2 separate regions of the Oryzias latipes genome follow, and region 2 is linked to region 1. The links are chromatin contacts, called in public Hi-C maps. All regions are on one chromosome and are shown on one strand. The core of a region is the stretch at or near the end of the contact, and the rest is flanking DNA. Distances in the headings are between cores, read along the strand shown.

Region 1 (6,786 bases), core at 1,080-3,579:
ATAAGTAAGTTTTCGTTTATTTAGTTTTGTTGCACTTATTGTAGTTCATTTAAATAACAGTGCCAAAGACTAGTGTATTAAGGAGAAATGACTCATTTTAGAGCAAAATGTGATCAAAATGAAAAAGAGATCTTGATGCATCTTTAAAAAATCCACACACTGAGTTCCAGTCTAACTTGTGAGTTCCACTCTGATCATCATTTAGTCTAATGTAAAAGTCTTCCCAGTGGTTTTAATTATGGTTATATAATTTTTAGCTCAGCTAAAAATAAAAAAAAAACGGTGTTGTTTTCTAAGACATAGTTTCTGCGGAGCGGCAGGAGTTCATTACAAATTCATCCCTGAATTGTGGCCATTACTCTTGGTGCATAGCAAGCCCGCCCCTACTTCCCATCATCTATCTGTTAACATGCTCCCTCGCTAGCTTCCAGCCGCTCACACACCCAACCTGACATTACAGTTGCAACAAAAACTGGTGAGCAATATCAGAGCTATCCATCCGTACAGTTTAGATTCAGATTCCAGCTCAGACGAGGAAAACAAAGACGTTCATGGATCTATTATTCTGTAAGTGGATGCATCAGAATGGAGTGGAGCAGGAAGCCTGTGGACCACACAGCGTATTTTCTATGAGCTTTTTCCAACAGCATTTTTTCCATCTGCTCCCGATTCACAACAATTTGAATAAGGAAATATTACAAAAATGCAATTTTGGGCTAAATTCTTCTTTCTATAAGTCCTCTATCACCAGAAAAATGTCAAAACATGTTAAAAACAAGAAGTCTTGATTGCTAATTTAGAGAAAAAGTAGGAAAGGTGTGGAGCAGAGATACCTTTAAACAACCTCTAACCTGCTAAGATATCTTAAATGTCAAAAAAAAGGTTTGGACTCTTTACGTGTATCAAATAGTTTGCAGTGTTTTTCTTTTATTGTCCTTCCTACATTAACTGCAGCTCTGAAAGGAGCTGCAGACACTGGCAGCCTTCCTCAGAAATGAGGCTTTCCTCCCTGTTTGTGCATTTACAGCGAGCCCCATTCAAGGGAGAGGAAAGCTAAAGCTTCGGCAGTAGGAAGCCAGTGAAACAGTCATACCGAGCTGCTCTGATTGAAGTGATTACAGGAGTCTTGTTCCAGTAAATGCTTCACGTTTTCTGTCACGAACCTCCGACTGAGAACTGGGTTTTCAGAGAAATTCACAAAGCCTGGGGCAGACTCCCACTCCTGCCGAGCCAGCCTTTTAGATAGTTTGATTTAATTTTTTGGTGTGCCATTCACCCCCTTTTTCACACTGAGGGTTATAAAAATAATTTCCAGTGTTTCCTTAGGGGGAGAAAAAAAAAAGTCTTTATTCTTGATGTTTTTTAATTCCTTTTTGACGCAGCATGACGCAGCAGGAAGCACAAAAGGGAGACAAACAGCTCCGTATCAGCTAGGATTTCCTGAAAAGCCCAGCAGGAGCGAAGGTTTTTGAGGTTTGCAGAGCCAATCGACGCTGGCCTGACACAGCAGCCATACTGCGAGGGAGATGGCTTTTCTACGTGATGGTCTGACTGTTAGCCATGAAAATGAAGGTTAGGCGGAGATGCAGCTCAAACTGAGTGGAGGCCCATGCTGCCTTGCTGGGCATGTCTGCCTGTGGTGAGGCGGAGGGGGGGAAAAAACCAGACAAGAAGCTGCAGCTAATTCCGCCAAGGCTTTTCCTGCTGTTTGTGAATTCATCAGGCCCCACGCTGGGACACCAGTGATTTCTAAATATATGCGGCTCATCTGATGTAGATGAGTAAACTCTTTGCTGGAGAAGAATGGCTGTGCAGACAGATTGTTTGCCCTGGGCCTTCTGTGGTTGGGGTAGGTGGGATTTGTTCACAGCATCTTACATTACTTCCCACAAGAGCTTTATTGAGTTCTCAATTATGTTGCGGGTCCTCTTGTCTGGGCTCATCGCTGCAGCTGCATTGACCTTGCGTTTCTGCAGAGGAGTGCTGTTGTGTATTCAGGCCAGCAGGTCTGCTTTCTCTGCTTCTGCAAGCCTCTGCTTAGAAAGCATGAAGCTTAAACATGTAATGCCTGAGAGGCGAGGGGGAGGCTTAGCTTTTAGCTCTCATTGCCGTTGATGGTGTAGCAGGCGGAGAGACGAGGCCAAACTGCTGCAGCGTTATTACGCCTGTCTGGCTTGGCTTTTCTTCAGTCTGACGATAATGCCTTGTGAAAAAGGTTGCTCTGGACTTTAATGGAACGGGCAGAAATGAGGTGCGTACCCCGAGCTGCAGCGGCAGACAGGGCACAGAGGAGGCACGTGCAGTAGGTGGAGCTCTTGTGTTGGGTTTAGCTGTCAGAGCTGGATTCACCTGCTGGTGAAGGACACCACAGCAGGCAGCTGTGGGCGCGCGTGGCCGTGTACACTTCTGTCCGACTGCAAAGGTAATGCAAGAAAAATGACGCGTCTCCACTGGCTCGGTCATCAGAAGGCTTAAAAACCCATTTTCAGTGCAGAGCTAATTGACAGCTCATGATGGGTGGTGTGTTTACCTTTGAGCTTATTTGAAATTATAATGGGCTCTTATGTTTTTAGCTTGCGATGCACTTTGCCCACACATCAGCTCCTTGACATCATATGCAGTGGAACAAACGTCTGCCTGTAATTCCTCGGTTTCCTGCCTGTCCCCCCCCCCCCCTCCTTCTCCCCTTTTGCGCCACCGCAATCTACCGCAGGCCCTCCATCTCTCCGGCCTGTCAGCATGCTTTTTCATTTGGCTTGTTGCTACAGGGGGCTCGACGCTGGCAGATTACAACTCGGCAGCCAGTCATTTTCGATTTATCAGAGCCCCCCCCCCTCCCTCCCTCCAGCCTCCCACACTCACTACCCTCACCAGAGCCACACAGCAATGCCTCATCACATCACAGCCTAGCATGCCCCCCCCCCCCCCCCCCCGCACTTTCACATCCTCCCCTTTTGATCAGTGTAGAAAATTTTGCTCTCACGCCGCAAGACAAAAAAAGATATTGTGGCGGTGGAAGCATTTAAGTTAGAGAGGCAGCGAGGGCTGTATTATTACTTGGGCTTCTGTCACTGGGGATGACCCAGGAGAGTGGAGAATATCGATCTTGTGTCACTCAAGGCATTCAGCAGATTGCATTGACAAAGCTCGTCGGGTCCTTTAATAGCAAGGTTAGCAACCCCGACTGTGACCCAGGAGAAAACTGTAACTGTGCCCTATTTCATGGTGGCTTTTAACCATTCCCTGGGCCCACGGAGTGGATTGATAACAGTCAGGAAGTACTCTCATAATAGCCTTCCTGTGGTTGACATTTGTGGCCCTTAGCTGCTGTAAAAGTGCCTCTCCAAGCGCAGCCGAATGAAGGACAGCATTGTTCAGCTGCTTTTTTGTTGCAGAAAACAGATTTGCATGAACAAAGATGTGGTATGCCAACCAAAGCACGCCGACGAGAGGAAACCAGGGGGAGTGGGGAGGAGAACAAAATCAAAAGAAGTCTACAATATGATTTATGAGCTGAAGGAAGTCCATTACTCGCTAGAGGAAACCCAGACTAAAACACAAACAAAGTAAGGCCGTGTCTTACAAAGGGGGTCATGGCGAAATTATTTTCCACTGCCAAGATCACTCTGCTGCTGTAAACAGGCTTTGTTAAAAAAAAAAAGGAAAAAGACTTTTCATGTTATTTTAATCTGACTGTAATTCTCCACAGAGATAAGAGCATTAAAGCACCTAAATGTTTCTCCTTAAGCCGAGTGATGTGGAACTGGGCTGACATGTAACGACTCCCCCGTGTGTTGTAATGTACCTCATACACGAGTGACCCCTCCAGTGCTTCTACAAGCAATGGTCCTGCTGGATGCTGCAGGGTTTTGGCAACAGGTTGCTAATTTTCCTGCAGAAAAAAGAGCTTTTGCTTCTTTTTAAGGTCAGTCTTTACCCATTGACTGTATATGAGAACTGGACCGAGTGAATGGAATGTCACCCATAGAAAATGGTTTATTTCTAGCTCCAACCAAGTGAAAACACTTCGGTTGCTATTTTTTCAGGATACAGAAGCTGCCATGTTGGAGCCAGACAATGTCAGTAAGCAGTGATGGGTCGGATTTAGTCTGAGTCACAGTTTCTATGGCAACCACTCTCACCAATCAGGTGTGAGCTTGTTGGAAGGCCACACCCCTACCACTTTTTGTTTGTTTTTATTTTTTATTTTTTTAACTTGTCCTGTCCAACAGCTAAGCAAACAGAGGAGAGCTGAAAGCCTTTTGTGTTGGACATATTTTACTTTTACAACAGGGGTTATGAATCTTATGATACACCAGATGTATATTTAAATAAACCCCTTTTGTAATTTCAGCTAAACTTTATTCATTTTAATTATCTTTGTAAATATTTTTTTGTCGGACCGGATGGAAAACAAAAGGAGGAAAGAAGAGAAAGGGATGACAGATAACGGGGGGGGGGGGGGGGGTAGAGGGGTGATTATAATAGCAAGGGTAAGATCATAAAAAATCAAAAATGTGCGGGGCCTGTCCACACACTCAAACGTTACAAACACACCTGTTGGCTCCAAAAGTGTTCACACACAAACAAGTCTACATAGACATACTACCACTAACGTACACACACGCATACTTATGCATTCAGACTAACACACGTGAAACAATTCATTCAGTCACGCAAACTGTTTGTGCAAAGGTGAGATAGCACCTGTGCTTGTGTGAGTGTTTATGTTCTTCTGGGGTGGATGATGGAATGTAAAAAGAGGGAGAGAACCAGCCGCCCCCCCACCAGTCCCCCACCACAGCAGCGGTGGCAGCTGGGACCCCCCAACACCCGCACAGTACAGCAGATAGAGAATGACCGCCTGCCGGGCGACCACATCCGCCACCCAGGGCAGGGCCAGCTGGACCGCCACAGCGGCCCCCAACGCCAGAGAGCAGGGGGGCGCAGGGGGACCGCTACCACTTAATAGCGAGCTCGGGAGAATCTGTCCATCAAACTTTTTGAATGTTGAATGTAAATGCATGTTAGGTATGTAACGATTAATCAATGAATTGATTTATCCAACCAGATCGATATGTCTGATTGAAGTTGTTAATTGAGACAAATCAAACTATACCATTATAAATAATTTCAAAATGAAATAATTTGATTATAATCGATATTCCAAAAGACCATTGGGATTGAGACATGGTGGGTTTATTTTAGTATAACATTAAAAAAAACCAGGTGCATCACAGCTGATGACCATAATTCCAGTCCAATGTGTGGAAACACTTTGAATTTAGAAAGTCATGTGACCACACAGTGTGCTGGAATGTTCTAAGAATGTTCCCTTTGGATTATTGTATGTGGGAAAACAACAGTGGACTGAACTTTAGAAAACTAAAATGTGAATGGATTTAACATTCATTATTGTTTACTTGTTATGTTGGACACATATTTCATTTACACTTGATTATCTTGAAGAAATCCAAGGAATCTGGAAAACTTCACCTGAACTGTCCAGTACTAGGTATTTCTCTCTGAGTCACACTGGTTGAAGATTTGGCTAAAGATGTCCTGGATCCATTTTAGGTCAGAGAATCAAACCGTTTAAAATGAATCGGATCTTTCAAAACAAAGAAATATCGATTGAATTGGATTAGTGACCAGAAATTCAGATATGAATCAAATCGTTGTCTAAATGAATCGTTACACCCCTAATGCAGATAAATGCAGTTGAGAATAAAACTTGACTGTAAACAAAATGTGGACGGGGGCTTTGTGGAGAAACAATATTTAAATTAATTATTGTACAAAAGAACTTGATGAATGCAGCAAATGCACCTCCTCCTGTCTCATTTTCTTCTTCTTCTCTTCTTTTTTTAACTTGTACATCTTGATCTTCACTTACAATCTTCCTCCTGAACAATCTTCTCTGCATTATTTCTTTTTTCAGTGACTTTTTCAAATATAAATTATTTTCTTTTTTCATTTCTACCAATGCATTGGATTTTAACTTGAGCTATTAAACACAATTGTGTTCAGAAAACTGCAGGAATCATCTATTGTTTTTCTTTTCTCGGAAACTAACTAACCTCCAAGTTTCACATAAATGAATTGAATTGCGAATGCTCAATGTGTTTGTTTAGGGAGGTGAGAGAATTAAGGGGAGAGAGGGACGTAGATCACATTTTGAGGTGATGATAAGACGCTAAAATCTTGAGACACTAAAACGATGAAATAAATTGTTTCCTGGTTCACAGTTTTTAGCAGTAAAGAGCCGCCACGCTGCTGACCTTACAGGCGGTACGGTGTACCTCCGCCAGATCTCATACTGGTACCAGTACTGGACCAAACTGGCTTACTTATGGCACCAGTGGTAATAGAACCCAAAATGTGATGTCCATGTGAATGCCAGGTCTTCAGAGGTTAAAACTTGAAATACCTGCACTACAGAACAAACCACAAGAACACGTTAAAGAAGTGTAGCAGAGTAAGAACTTATAGTGTGAACAATGAAATAACTGACTAACAGCTCCATTTCTATATAGACAACTATGGGATTTTTACTCTGTGAAACCAGCAGATACTTTTTATTTGGAATGCCAGAGAGGGAGGGGTCACTCAGACCAGTTATTATATACAGTTAATGGTTGTAACAGAATTTGAAAAAAAAAGAGCCATCAAATTTAGGCGACAGTGCTTTTATAGACCTACCAAAAGAATCCCATTTCCTAAAATAAAACGGAAAACTGAAAATAAACAAAGCAGCAAAATGAAGTGAATCGGTCTGTGATTTTG
Region 2 (7,050 bases), core at 94-2,593, 190 kb after region 1:
TTTAGTGTTTCTGTGGTTGTTCAATATTAGGGACCTTTTTTGTTTTAAAGCAACACCTTTTATTAATTATTTTCCCCTGCTGGTGTGTTTTTCCCTCTTTGTTCGGATTTAAGTTCCCATAAGTCTTTGCCTCTCGGTTTCTCTCCCCCTTTCCCTCTCACTCTGTCCGGGAATAGATTTCATTAGCTAAGAGTCGTTAAATGTTAACACTAATTACTCTGGTTGTCAGGGAAGCTGCAGGTGTCAGCTCACTGACCTGTTTTCTTTTTGTCTGCCAGACAGAAGCTATCTGCTGGCTGCTTCTCTGAAGCTGCTTCCAAGCCTTATTAGCGCTGTGACTGCAGTTCAGGGAGCAGGCTCAAGTGCAGAAAGTGATGATGACAAACCGGCACCTCAAGTCACCTCAGAGCCCCGCGGACAGATCCATCACATGATTAAAGCGGCTGTGTCCAGAGGCGTGGATGTCACCTGGTTACGTTCTCATCCTTCACGGTTTCTGTCAGTGGGGCTCGGCCGAGGCGTTTAATGAAGTGCGCCAGCAAAGCCGGCTCCGCGTTGTTTGCTGATTGTAGCCTGGCAGGAAGATTAAGATAATACTTGATGACATTTAAACCATTTTGCTGTTCCATTTATCAGCAGCAGATTGCAGACTGGGTGAAACTAGAATGAATGATCTTTGGAAAATAAAAAGCGCTCGTTTTTTTTACACAATTAATAATGCTGCAGCTTTAATGAAGTAAGGTTCATGTCTCTGTCTGAAACCCATTATGCAGCATTCAGCCAGATATGACTTCATGGTGGGGGTTTTCAGCCCGCGCTGCAGCGGAGGAGTCCTTGAGGTTTTTTTCTGGAGAATTCATCTGGTGGATAGATTGGAGAATCAATTCCCTCCTGAGACGCCTCCTGCAGCTGCGTCTGCAGCAGGAGTTCAGTGTGGGGGGGAAGTGAAGTGCACAGATTCTCAGGACGGATTCCTCCACGGTTTCCCGGAGTTAATGTGAAAATGAAGCGCTGCTGCGGCGAGACCCAGGGCTGACGGCGGCGGCGTGAAAAGTGCCACCAGTGAAGTGTGTCAGGCTGGAGTACGTCTGTCACTGGGGGAGAGAATAATGTGCTGTGTGGAAGGTGTAATTTGCAGCGCTGATGGCATTGTTTAAAAAAATAGTGGAAAGAGAGACACAAAGGTGAGCTTTAGTGGCAGATATCAGAGCAGAAGAGCTCCCTGGATTGTCGTAAAGAGCTCTGCTGGCAGCAAAATTGCCTGTGAGCATATTACTGCTGTGTGGGAGGGAGCAGAGCGCTTGTTTTCGCTCTCTGCCTCATTCTCTCTGTTTCCTGGGAGGAGGACGGGTGTTAGAGCCATGTGTGCTTCCAGGCCGTGGGCCGCCACCTGCTGTAATCTCAAGTGATATAGAGAGCAGCAATCACGCCACAAATCGCCGTGGCAGCTTCCTAACTTATTCAGTGGACTGGAAAGAGGAGGCTGGTCTCTCACAGCTCCAGTGTTGGTTTTCTGCCCCCGGGCCTCGTGCTTTGCCCTCCTGCTGACCTCAGCTGTCTGTGTGGGTTCGTGTGTCAAAAAATCAGGGCTGCCGGTGGAACTTGACCTGATGCACAGTGGAAGGGTGACCCGCCTGCTACCAGCGTTTTCTGCTTTATGAGAAGCAGTTGAAGTGGAGGTGGTCTCTGCCTCCAGAACACGGGCTCCAGGGTTACTGAGAGGCCCAGGCAGAGAAGCTGGACCTCGTTTTGGCTCTGACTTGATTCCAGGCAAAAACGACTCCTTTGATATTTAAGGGCCACAGGTGTTTCGAGAAATAGGACATGAATCCAGCAGTTTTGCTGTGCTCTGCTGCATTTGGTGCACTCTCCTCTGCTATGAAGACGTTCCATAAACCTCATGCTCCCATCATTCATTCCTGCAGCCCAGAGCTGAGACCACAGACTACTAGTTTAGCATGAGAGGCTCCAGTATACCTCATGTACTGACAGACAAAGGTTGAACAAATTCTGATTTATTGCAGTCATATTGAAAGCAGTGGACCCTCATGGAATGTGGAAATAACATTCAAACCATTATGAATAGTGGCTCCAACTGCAGTTCTTGAGGCTGGATATCAGCCGCGTTGGAGCATTTTTTCCAATCTGATTGCTTGACTTGAATTCCATTTTATTAAATCTTCCTCAAAGAACAATTGCTAGCTATAGCCGTGAGTGGCCTTGTATGGCCCACGGGTGCTACCCGGCCCCGCACTAGTTGCCCCCTTTTGACCCGCCTTTACTGGTTAATCGGCTGCCCCTCTCTCTCCCCTTCAGCATTTGCCTCCATGGTCAGAGATGTACATGACAAATTCATCAAAGGAAACAAACGTTTTTTTCAAAGTGGCAGCTTTTCTGTTGTTTTTATCTCCATAGCAACCAGTATGGGTTTCATTTACCTGGAGGTAATGAACAGCTCCGTGTAATTTTTAAAGGAATCAACGAAAGCACTTTCTTTGGATTTCCTTGGCAACTGAGTTTTTTTTGTTAAACACGCCTATATTCCTAATATGTCCATATTGTAGGTCATATTGTTTTGTTCAGCTTGAGCCAGGGATTTATGTATTTTATTTTTTACAACATTCTAGTAAAAATGATCAAGGAACAGGGGAATGCCACTTTTGCGAGCGCATCTCACTAACGCAGTTAAAAATCTACTAACTTCAAAACCAACATTTTTTTCCAAAGTAGCTTCCCAATAATGCTTCAGGAGTTAGGAGGCAATAGGTCAAAATTGCTAGGAGGAGTTTAAATTTGTAGCTGGTACCAAAGATGATTTTTTTCCCCCCTGTAAAATTCAAGATGGCGGCCTCTCCCTGAAGTCAAGGGTTAACGAAGTTTTAGTTGTGTTTGTAGACTTAACTAAGTGGTGTAATTTTGTAAAGATTGCTCGAGCAAAATTTTCCTTTTCCCAAATTGGTGCAAAAATGTGCAAATTTCACACTTTGCCATAAAATGGCAGCGAAGCCGTCCTGTGGCCATCCCATAATAATTTCAAAACTTTCTATGGTCATCCCCAACATGTGTGTTTTGTTTCAGAAATGTCAACTTAATAACACAAGAGTTTTTGGCCCCATTTATTCTTTTTGACGGGTGGCTGTTTACTATGCCTAAAATGGACTCTTAGCGGGTACAAGGTGTGTTCAAATTTGGTAAGTTTCTGAGTTTGTGACAGGGTCAATTTTTGAACTAAAAGGTGCAGTGAGAAGGAAGAATTTGAAAACAATGTGGTCTTTGCAGGACAGAATAACGCTGTATCAGACCTTCAGTCCTCTGGAAATGCCTCAAAAGTCCCTTCAGACCAGTTCTCCTCATCTTGGTGCTAATTCTTTGTATGAACAATACGTGTTCATTGTGAATTTTTTGTTTAGCAACTTTTCTTTTACTTTCCTGAACTGATTTAAAGTGTTTAAAATCCTTATGGATCCTTAAGGAAATTCCTGTCATTTTTTGCGACTAACTACTGTATTGGGGCGTCCGTGGTGCAGCGGTTGGGCGGTCGACCTCTCATTGGAAGATTGCATATTCGTTTTCTTGGTTAAGACACTGAACCCCACATTGTTCCTGGTTGGCGCCAATGTTCAGCACACACATCAGTGTGTGAATGTGTGTGCATGTGTAAATGGGTTTGTGACTGTAAAGCGCCTTCAAGGAAGGTAGAAAAGCGCTATATAAGTATACGCCATTTTCCATATTGTCAGTGAGAGAAGCAGCAGTCAACAGGCCACTTGATGCTGAAAGTCTCTCTGCAGAGCTTCCAGACGGCCCTCTCTTTCCTGTAACACAAAGAGGTCATTGAGAGTTTGTCTGGCCAGTCCCCGAGGTTAGAGACTAAGTAAATCCATCCATCTTAATGCATATTTTTCAGCACAGGGAGAGCTGGAGGGAGACTGTGTAAACACTCCTGTATCCGACATGCCACGCAAAACCCAGAGAGCCTGGAACTCATCTGGCCAAAATTAAAGGTCTACATCTCAAACACAAACATTTAAATGGGCCCCATTCCAAAGATCAAAGGGAAAGACCCCCGATTTCCTGCATCTGCCACACTCAGATATGAGGCGCTTTAACAGCCGGGCTTGGATGGCGGGCAGCTGCAATGTGTGTGTTCTGCGATATGTAATTAATGTAGAGGAGGTAATAGAATGGAGCTCAGTTGACAGAAGTAAGAATAAAATAATAAAACCCTCCACTTAATCCTTCTGAGGGTCAGGAGTGAACAAGGACCCCTCTTTAGGCACCATTTTCTTGAGTTTAGCGGGATGTGTTTTTTTTATAATTCTCGCCTTGTCAAATTTTGACTGTCAAGACGCCACCAGCTACTCGCAGTGAACTGAAGGTGGAGGTGTTGAAAGCACCACTCTCTTCCTCCCAGGAGGGACTCTGGGCGCTTGGCTGCAGGCATCCACTGATCCAGTGTAGCACTAGCCGCTGTCCTGCCAACTGCACAGCATTAACAGGGTCAAAGCGCCATGCACGCCCCTTCACACACACACACACACACACACACACGCGCACACCGCTTATGGAGAAGCAGCAATTCCCAGCGCTCTGTTGATGCGTTCAGGCCAATTACACCCCTGTCAGCCGACGGTCCCTGCGGCTGGGGTGACATTGCCAGAGGAAGCTTGGCCACATCGTATGTACCAGTGCGGTGGAGTTTTAGCGCCATCTTGCCATGAGAGGTTTGATGCTTCTCACTTTTTCAGGCTTTTATTCAGAAGTATTCTTTTCAGTCAAAGACAGGAGGCATCAGTGTTGATCCTGTTTTTAAATAACCTTTTTTAAATCTTAAAAGCTAAAATTTGGAACATTCTGGGTGGCTTAAAAATAAATGAAAACAAGTGAAAGTCTAATTAGATTCAAGCTTATGCCAAGAAAATTGTGTTTTAAGATCTACCATGTTTAACAATTCTTTTTTTTTTCAATAAATAAATGGTCACTGCTTGTTGATGTGCTGATTTTGTTTTGCTTTCATAAGCCTTGTGCTATCCTAGGCACTTTAACATTGGGAGTTGGGTCATCTAGACCCCCCAAGACAGTGCGTTGAACTTTTTTCTTCAATGATTTGTGATCTTCACTGGTGTCCATGGATTACATGAAATCTTTCCACCTTTATCCACCTTTGTCATGGTAGGGAGAACACGTCAATGGTCATCTTGACCCCATAGTATAGCACAACATATTTAGGTTCCAAAAATTCAGAAATTTGCTAATAAGCAAGTAAAACCTTTTAGAAGTCTCATACTAAGCTTGGTGTAATACAATAAAATTAATAATAAATCCATCTTAAATTTAGCTCAACACGTGTTTGACGCTTTCAAGGTAAACGTACTGGTATGCAGTAGGGATGCAAAGACTCACTTTCCCCATGATTCACTTTAATGGTGTAACATACAGTACGGTTTTCAATCCTTTGTCCTTAAACATTTCTCCTTCTTCCACTTGCTTTCCATGTACCTGAGCAATTTCAGAGGATCCTATGCTCCTCCATATCCAGACAAACAACAACACTGCAGTAGTCTTTACGGTATAAATGCAGCCTGTTTTTGCACAGTTTTTAAGTAAAATTGTATATAAGCATTATTATTGCTTTCATCAATAGTGTACATGTTATCACATCTTTCATTAAGGCTGAGGTTCTTGCACTTTATTGCTACTTTGATGCTTCACCCTGTCGGGTAAAAGAGTTTTTCCTTCTGACTGTCCGCTCATGTAGGGTCAGAGCAGGATGATATAAACACAGCCTATAAAACCCAGAAGAGCTGAGAGAGCAGGAGCACAAAGACTCTGATCAGGACTGATGAAAGCACAGCTTTAATTGCTCCCACTAGAGAAGAGGTTAGTTTCCCCCTTCTCACCCACTCTGCTGCTCATAAATATGCAGTTCAGAAATAAAGCCCTGATGAGACCTCAGGGCAGATTAGAGAAGACTACAGAGCAGGACCCTGGTTTGTTAGCAGCAGCTCATGGATCCTTTGCATCCTGCACACTTTCATGTTTCACAGCCCACATTTCATTGTTTTACCAGTCATACATTTAACTCGCCACCACCCCCCCGGTGTTAGATGTCTCGCCAAGAGAATGTTCTACCTCAGAGCAGAGAAGTTGAAGGATAATGTGTGGCGGCTATTTGCATGCATGTGTGAAAGTTGGACTGGGAGCCTTGAAAGGACATTTCTAGGGTGTGTATTTGATGTGAATATGGTTTGATGAAAAGCTTATGCTTTGGTTTTTCACCTACTACCAAATTCAGATAGTTTGCAAAAACACTGTGGTGCGTTTTTTGCAATGTCTAAAGCCTTAAGCTATGCTAAACGTACATTAGTAAATGTGCGTTTAGCCCATGATATTCACACTGGACTGTTGCTAAGTGTAAATAAGGGGGAAGTAGGTGAGACGCAGGCCCATGGTATGGATTTCTCCTTTCTTTTTTATGCCCCTGAAATCCTGCGCAAGGATTCCGTTATTGCTGTTCACATGATTAGTGCATGCTCCTTGTGTGCAGCCTGACTATGAGAAATGAAGAAAGTACACAATCAGAGTGTCGTTTTTGTGGGAATCCTATGTGCGTCCTACAGACGTTTGTGCCACTGCTCACACCTCACCAATGACAAGAGTGTGGTGTAAGGACAACACATGACAGCATAACCTGTATGGCATACATACATGTGGCTTACATTATCATTACAAATATATAACAATCCACTTACCACACGCACAACAATGGTATGTTCTGATGTCATGACAACCCATTCGGTGGTCATACAGGCATCTTAAGCGGAACAGCGAGACACACCTGCACTTCCCTTAGCTCTTGTGCTATCCAAGGCACGTTAACGTTGGGAGTGGGGTCATCTGGACCCCACTAGACAGTGGGCTGAACCTCTTTTCTTCAATGGTTTTTGATCTTCACTGGTGTCCATGGATTACATGAAATCCTCTTCACTTTTATCCACCTTTTTCATTGTAGGGAGAACATGCGAATGTAAGGGTGGGGTCATTTTGACC

What was found. Hi-C and Micro-C count contacts between places; a contact is called where the count stands out from the background.
Region 2: a contact with region 1 is called in a Hi-C map of embryo, with 3 times the contacts expected there. The contact joins two enhancer-like sites. A contact is called at or near these places in 2 of 5 Hi-C or Micro-C datasets (both in embryo).

The regions. Positions count from the first base shown.
Region 1 is chr14:22,343,057-22,349,842 of ASM223467v1, forward strand. The region is part of intron 4 of auts2 (autism susceptibility gene 2 protein); the gene reads left to right. Among protein-coding and RNA genes, the nearest start is that of auts2, 140 kb to the left of the region's middle. Within about 2 kb of position 2,330, at least 1 of the 8 cell types and tissues checked has an H3K27ac peak or open chromatin away from gene starts, as enhancers often do. A contact at or near this core is called in embryo, where this site is marked.
Region 2 is chr14:22,533,933-22,540,982 of ASM223467v1, forward strand. All of the region lies in intron 7 of auts2 (autism susceptibility gene 2 protein), which reads left to right. Among protein-coding and RNA genes, the nearest start is that of cxadr, 82 kb to the right of the region's middle. Within about 2 kb of position 1,344, at least 1 of the 8 cell types and tissues checked has an H3K27ac peak or open chromatin away from gene starts, as enhancers often do. A contact at or near this core is called in embryo, where this site is marked.